Linked DNA regions of Mus musculus: region 2 is linked to region 1. The links are chromatin contacts, called in public HiCAR-type maps. All regions are on one chromosome and are shown on one strand. The core of a region is the stretch at or near the end of the contact, and the rest is flanking DNA. Distances in the headings are between cores, read along the strand shown. Region 1 overlaps Rbms1 (RNA binding motif, single stranded interacting protein 1). Region 2 has its middle 15 kb from the start of Gm26422.

What was found. HiCAR-type assays count read pairs that join an accessible place to other places.
Region 2: a HiCAR-type map of astrocytes shows a contact between it and region 1, with 3 times the contacts expected there. The contact joins two enhancer-like sites. A contact is called at or near these places in 2 of 484 Hi-C or Micro-C datasets (liver and nephron progenitors), 2 of 115 datasets of contacts at active chromatin or transcription factors (astrocytes and heart atrium) and 2 of 9 other capture datasets (embryonic tail and embryonic trunk).

The regions. Positions count from the first base shown.
Region 1 is chr2:60,786,832-60,789,752 of GRCm38.p6, reverse strand. All of the region lies in intron 4 of Rbms1 (RNA binding motif, single stranded interacting protein 1), which reads left to right. Among named protein-coding and RNA genes, the nearest start is that of Rbms1, 93 kb to the left of the region's middle. RefSeq lists an enhancer at 2,190-2,921. Within about 2 kb of position 1,437, at least 38 of the 459 cell types and tissues checked have an H3K27ac peak or open chromatin away from gene starts, as enhancers often do. A contact at or near this core is called in astrocytes, where this site is marked.
Region 2 is chr2:61,293,929-61,296,822 of GRCm38.p6, reverse strand. No RefSeq gene overlaps it. Among named protein-coding and RNA genes, the nearest start is that of Gm26422, 15 kb to the right of the region's middle. Within about 2 kb of position 1,367, at least 77 of the 459 cell types and tissues checked have an H3K27ac peak or open chromatin away from gene starts, as enhancers often do. A contact at or near this core is called in astrocytes, where this site is marked.

The sequences.
Region 1 (2,921 bases), core at 188-2,687:
CTGGCCCTGCAGTCAGTACGTGACTAGACATGGACAAGCAGACCTTACCCAGAAAACCACAATGCTGCCCTTCCCTCTCCATCCTGAGTCACTCTGCAAATCTCCCCCTTTCTCTTTAGATGATATCCAGGACACAGTTCCCATGGCTTCTGCAGTTACTCCCATTTCAGAAAGTCCTGTCCCTTGATTTTTCACACCATAAAACCTAGCATCTCTTTCAGTATGTTTACAGCCATTCCTCTGTATTCATGTTGCCCAGCCTCATTCGATGTGATATTTAAATAAGGGTCTATTAGGGGGAAAGCCTTACTGTGTTCAGAAGCAGTGTAATGTGGGGGCATACATAGACATACCACAAACTGCCCAGAGCCCTACAAGTCCATGAGTGTTGGCTGCTGCTGGCTCTAAGGGAAAGGGCAACACAGCCTCCATTGCAATTAGTTGCTGGCAACTTTGCCGACAGTTTGGTGATCTGGAAGCAGCATTGTGAAGGTTTCCATCCCAACAATCATTAATTATATGCATCTATAGTCCGACATGTGATGAATGGGCTTAGTTTCATTGTAGCTCAATCTAATTACATTTTAGAAGATTGGTTGAGGGGGGGGGGGTTGTCATTAGTGTATAATGTATTATAATCTTTCTTACTAAAATAACGCAAAAATATTTTAACATTTGATTAACATTTTGGAGCTAAATACCTGATTTTCAAAAAGAGATTATTAATATATGATGTATAGTGCTTATAATTTAAATATATACGCTTATTTCACAGAAATCCTGAGTATCAAGCCACAATGGTGAAGTTTCCCTTCCCGCGTTTATGTGTTTCTACCCAGTCTCTCTCAGCTCCTTAGCTGTGTTTTTTAAACCCCTTCATAGTTGGGAAGGTTTATTGGCCTGTCACTAACCTAGTCTGGTTAGTCTGGTGTTGACTTCTTTCCTGGGTAGTAACACATTGATGCTCTTTCTCATACAGTACTCTTGGGAGTTTTTCTGAGCTCTCTACCTAATCTACTATCCACCCCCGAAGCTAACCATCAGCCTTGCTCTGATGAACTCTCTCCCTGCCTCCTAGGCAGCCTTCCACAGGGAATCTAATTCACACTAGGATCACTCTGTGTGGCTGCTTCTTTGGGGTATTTGAGTGATCTTACACATAGCCCAGGGTGGCTTTCAATCCAAAATTCTTCCCCCTCTGGCTCATGAGTGCTAGGATTATTCAGTATATTGCCAAGCCAGCTTCCAGTGAGTCCTAGCTTCCATCTGCCTCTGCCAGCCATCGGGAAGAGAGTAATTACTTCCCAGCCATTCTGGTAGGCCCTTTCAATCAGCTTGCTCCTTTCCCATTGTTCGGCTTTTGAGTCACACATAGACCCATTGTATACAGCAAGCTGGTGGGATTCAGATCAAGCTTTGTGTAGGTCCACTGACAGCCCTGTTGCTTGGCTGGTAACAAGAGGGTAGCAGACCACATGTGGAGGCTCAGAACATGGCTGCGTTTCTCTCCAAGTGAATGGCATTCTCAGCTTCTGTTTCTTTTAGACAGAGAAGAGCGGGATGCGCACATCCTAATCCAATTCACAGCCAGATTCTTGCAGGCTTTCTCTAGGTTGTCTGGTTTCTTCCTGTGGATCCTGGGAGCACCAACACGCATTGTTGAAACTGAGTTAGGAAGGAGCCTGTTTTATCCACAATGCCAAGGCCTTTATAGGGTAGTCCCCTACATACATTCTAGCACCTAAGTAGCATAGTATTTTAAATAATCTCTGGAAGAAATCATTACCATTCGCTTATTCAAAAGAGGATTGAGTGTGGGTTGACAATCTAGGTCATATCAGTGATGCACTTTGAATGCCAGCCCCACTCAAGGACTGCACAGCTTTATTCTGTGAGCTAGCTGAGGGACGTGTTTCCCCATCATCTGTGAGGAAGGCCAGTGCACAGGTTCAGGGATGCTTGCTGTGTGCCATCGTTCTGCAGCATATAGATTTCAGTACCTGGTTTCTTCTTTTTCCTTTATTTTTAAGGTTACAAATTAACGTCTTAATGCCAGCAGCTCTCTTGTTCTTCTAACCATCACATCGTGGGTTTGAGTATCCGGACTTGATTCTCTTAGGCTGATGCAGTCAAGGATTGCCTTGAGTATGTCTTTTGGGGAGAGGGATTTTTTATGAAGGAAGTTTAAGTCTGGCTGTGTGGTTGTGTTATCAGGGACCAGTCACTCTCCATTCTGTTCTTGCGAATGAGTTGGGGATGCTGCAGGGTATTAAAAGGCCACACAGTTAAAGGCTTTCCCTCTTGTGTGATTTGAAGCAGTGACACAGGGGTGGGGTGGCAGAGATGAGATGTTGCTGATAACACTGGGTTCTGGGGTAGGCAGGTGTATGAGGAGCCCATAGACACACAGCTGTAAACTGACAACACTGAGGTAGCTGATTCTCTTAACTCCACAGCCTTGCTCAGTACTGCCATGTGGTGGCCATGAAGTGCTTGCTCTTATTGATTTTAAAAATAGCTAATTAAGAGAAAAGTTTTATTCCAAGGTTGGACAGAGACTGGGAACTCGGACGGAAATGCTTAGAAGTTCTGTGTGGAGCAGTACCTGGATGAAGCCTCACAGACAGAAACGGCCCCGGGCCTCCTGGAAAGCCTCGGTGTGGGAAACATGGTTTAAATGTGTGTCTTCTTCTCAAAAGACCCAGATTGGAAGCCAGCTGTGGTGATGGCTATGCTGAAGTCCCAGTGTGTGGGAAGTTGAGGCAGGAGAATTGCTATAGTTTAAGGCCATTCTGTTCTGAGCTCCATACTAAGTTCCAGTCTAGCCTGGCCTACAAAGATGAGAGACTACCTCTGAAAGAAAAAAGAGAAATCAGATTCTATTAAAAGACACACAGATAACTGGCTTAAAAGATGTAAGG
Region 2 (2,894 bases), core at 118-2,617, 510 kb before region 1:
GAAAATAGAAAGGTCGGCTTGCGTAACTCCTGTGAACTAGCTGAGAGAATTATGGACAGTGAGCTCTGGTGGGTTGAGCCATAGAGTGGAGAGAATGGAGTTAGGCAGTTGGCTAGTTTTCTTCTCAGTCTTTCAGGGTCGTCCTGCCATATGACTGGTGAAAAGCCATTGGGCTTTCGCTGTCTCCATCCTCCCTCCAAATGGAGAAGCTGAATAGCTTTCCGTCTGCCTCACGGATGACACTAGGTCTGTGATAAGCCTTAAAGGTTTAAAAGACAAATGGTATAATGCACTTCACAGTGATGGCTTAGAAATTATATAGTTATACTGGGGGTGGGGACAGGGTAGGAGAGAGAGGGGACAGAGAGGGAGGGAGAGAGAGAGGAAAAAGCACAGTTAAGAGAGCCAGTGAAAAAGATGTGTCTGGGAATTATTGGTAGATTTGGACCACAAGAAGCTTAAATTCTTCTACTAGAATTCCCAATTGGCCTACAGCAGGGATGCTCATGGGAAGATAAAAATTATGCCTGAGGTGGAAGACTTCGGGAAAAGTCTTTTAAATATTAACCAGGCTCTTTGAAGTGAATTTGGAAATATTGAAAACTAACTAACAAAGAACGTACTTTTGAGAGCAGTGGTTTAGACAAGGGTAGAAATGACTTTTATTTTCATAATGGATTCTGAAAGCAAATAGACATTTTTTTAAATAAAATATGAAAAGATGATAGTTTAGTTTTGTGTTTCTGATGGCAGAGAGAAACACAATAAGAAAAATAACCCTACTAAACAACAACTTTCAACTTCCATCAGAGCCAAAGAGGACTTGAAATGTAAACGTTTTGACATTCGTAAAATGAAGCATCTTTTGTTATTTGATATCACCGTAAATAGTACCCCATTCCTAACTCAACAGTTGTTCTTAATACAATACAAAGTTGCTTCATTTTTGCTGTTATTGGGCAACTCGGACAGGGTGATTCAACAAGTCCTTGCTGACTAACTTTACCCACGGGAGTGGATTAAACTGACCTTATTCTCAGTGGGTGAGGAGCCTGTTCCCAAGGCATATAAAAGCAGGCGAGTGTCTGCCAAACCCTACTTCCTTCCTGAGTCATTTTAGATATAAACATCCTTGGCTGCAGCTAGAGAGGGGATGAGAAATGGATTTGAAAGATAAATGGGGCAAGAAGATAAAAAAGAAATTACAGCTGCTATTTTAGTGAGTGGTAAAAAGTGAATATTACCTTACTTTTCTGTTTTATGGTTGAGAAAGAGCAAATAGGAAATGCCTTCTAGATAGGCCGAGGGAGGGTCTCCTGGGGACTGTTACCAGTTATCTTCTGGATAAGGCAGTTCTGGGAAAGGAATGCAGGCCTGGTGCCACAGCCAGTCAAAACAGAATACAACTAAACAAACAAACACAGTGTCTGCATATTGCCAGAGTTTAGGATCCTGGATGTGATGGAAACTTTCTGGCTAACATGTCTCCATTTTGCTCACCTCTCCTCACTCCTGTCCCCCTGTCTGCACGGCAGGAACCAGTCCTCCAGACTCCACCTTTTGATTGCAAGCCCTGGATGTGAGATAGGGCCTTTTCTTCTTTTTCCTGTAAACTGTGGTTTCGTGGAGAATTAGTTCCCTTTGGCTGTGAGGCTCTAATAAAGGGAATTTGAAGCTGTATTGGAGCCTTTCTTCTGGCCTGTGAAAGACAGCTGATTTGAGACCATAAAAACCAAACAAGAATACTGAGAAATCTCAGAGTGGCTGCGTCTGTATCCCTGCGTTTGTATCCTTTCATAGGCTGTTGTGTTTTAGGTTTACCTCATTACCCCACAACCCCCTTTAACTTAAAATGGCTTCAATTAGGTCTCAGATTAGGATGCAAAGCTGCATCCTGCCTGAAGATAGGGTAATGAGAGGGAAGGAGTCAGTGGCCGCTTTTAAGATGCTCTGACACTTGTCAGGGGACATTATATAATGGGAGCCTTGGCTTTCTCTTGTGACTTGCTGCTAGCTGCTGAAAAATAAATGGTTACACCAGGAGACATAAAAAGAAATATTACACACACACACACACACACACACACACACACACACACACACACACACGTAGTTTATATATAGTGTAGATATTCCAAAGAAAACTGTATACTAAGATGCACAATTTGATGAGTTTGAAGGTATTAGGTCACCTATGAACTATCACCAAATTAAAATTAACAAGCATGTCTACCTCTCTCAGAAGACTTCTTGTAGCTTTCACAGTTTCTCCGCTTACCTCCTAACTCACCCCAGTCCCCAGCTAGACAATGAACTGCCTTCATATAAATAAAATTATCTTATTTGTTTTCCCTTACTACTTTTTAAAAAATATTTTATTAGGTATTTTCCTCATTTACATTTCCAATGCTATCCCAAAAGTCCCCCCCCCACTCCCCTACCCACCCACTCCTACTTTTTGGCCCTGTACTGGGGCATATAAAGTTTGCAAGTCCAATGGGCCTCTCTTTGCAGTGATGGCCGACTATGCCATCTTTTGATACATATGCAGCTAGAGTCAAGAGCTCCGGGGTACTGGTTAGTTCATAATGTTGTTCCACCTATAGGGTTGCAGACCCCTTTAGCTCCTTGGGTACTTTCTCTAGCTCCTCCATTGGGGCCCTGTGATCCATCCAATAGCTGACTGTGAGCATCCACTTCTGTGTTTGCTAGGCCTGGCATAGTCTCACAAGAGACAGCCATATCTGGGTCCTTTTAGCAAAATCTTGCTAGTATATGCAATGGTGTCAGCATTTTTTCCCTTACTACTTATTGATTTAGGGTATAGATTTTTTTTTAAGCAACAGAATTATATGATTCATTCATGACGGATATATCCACTGTCTCTGTCTCTT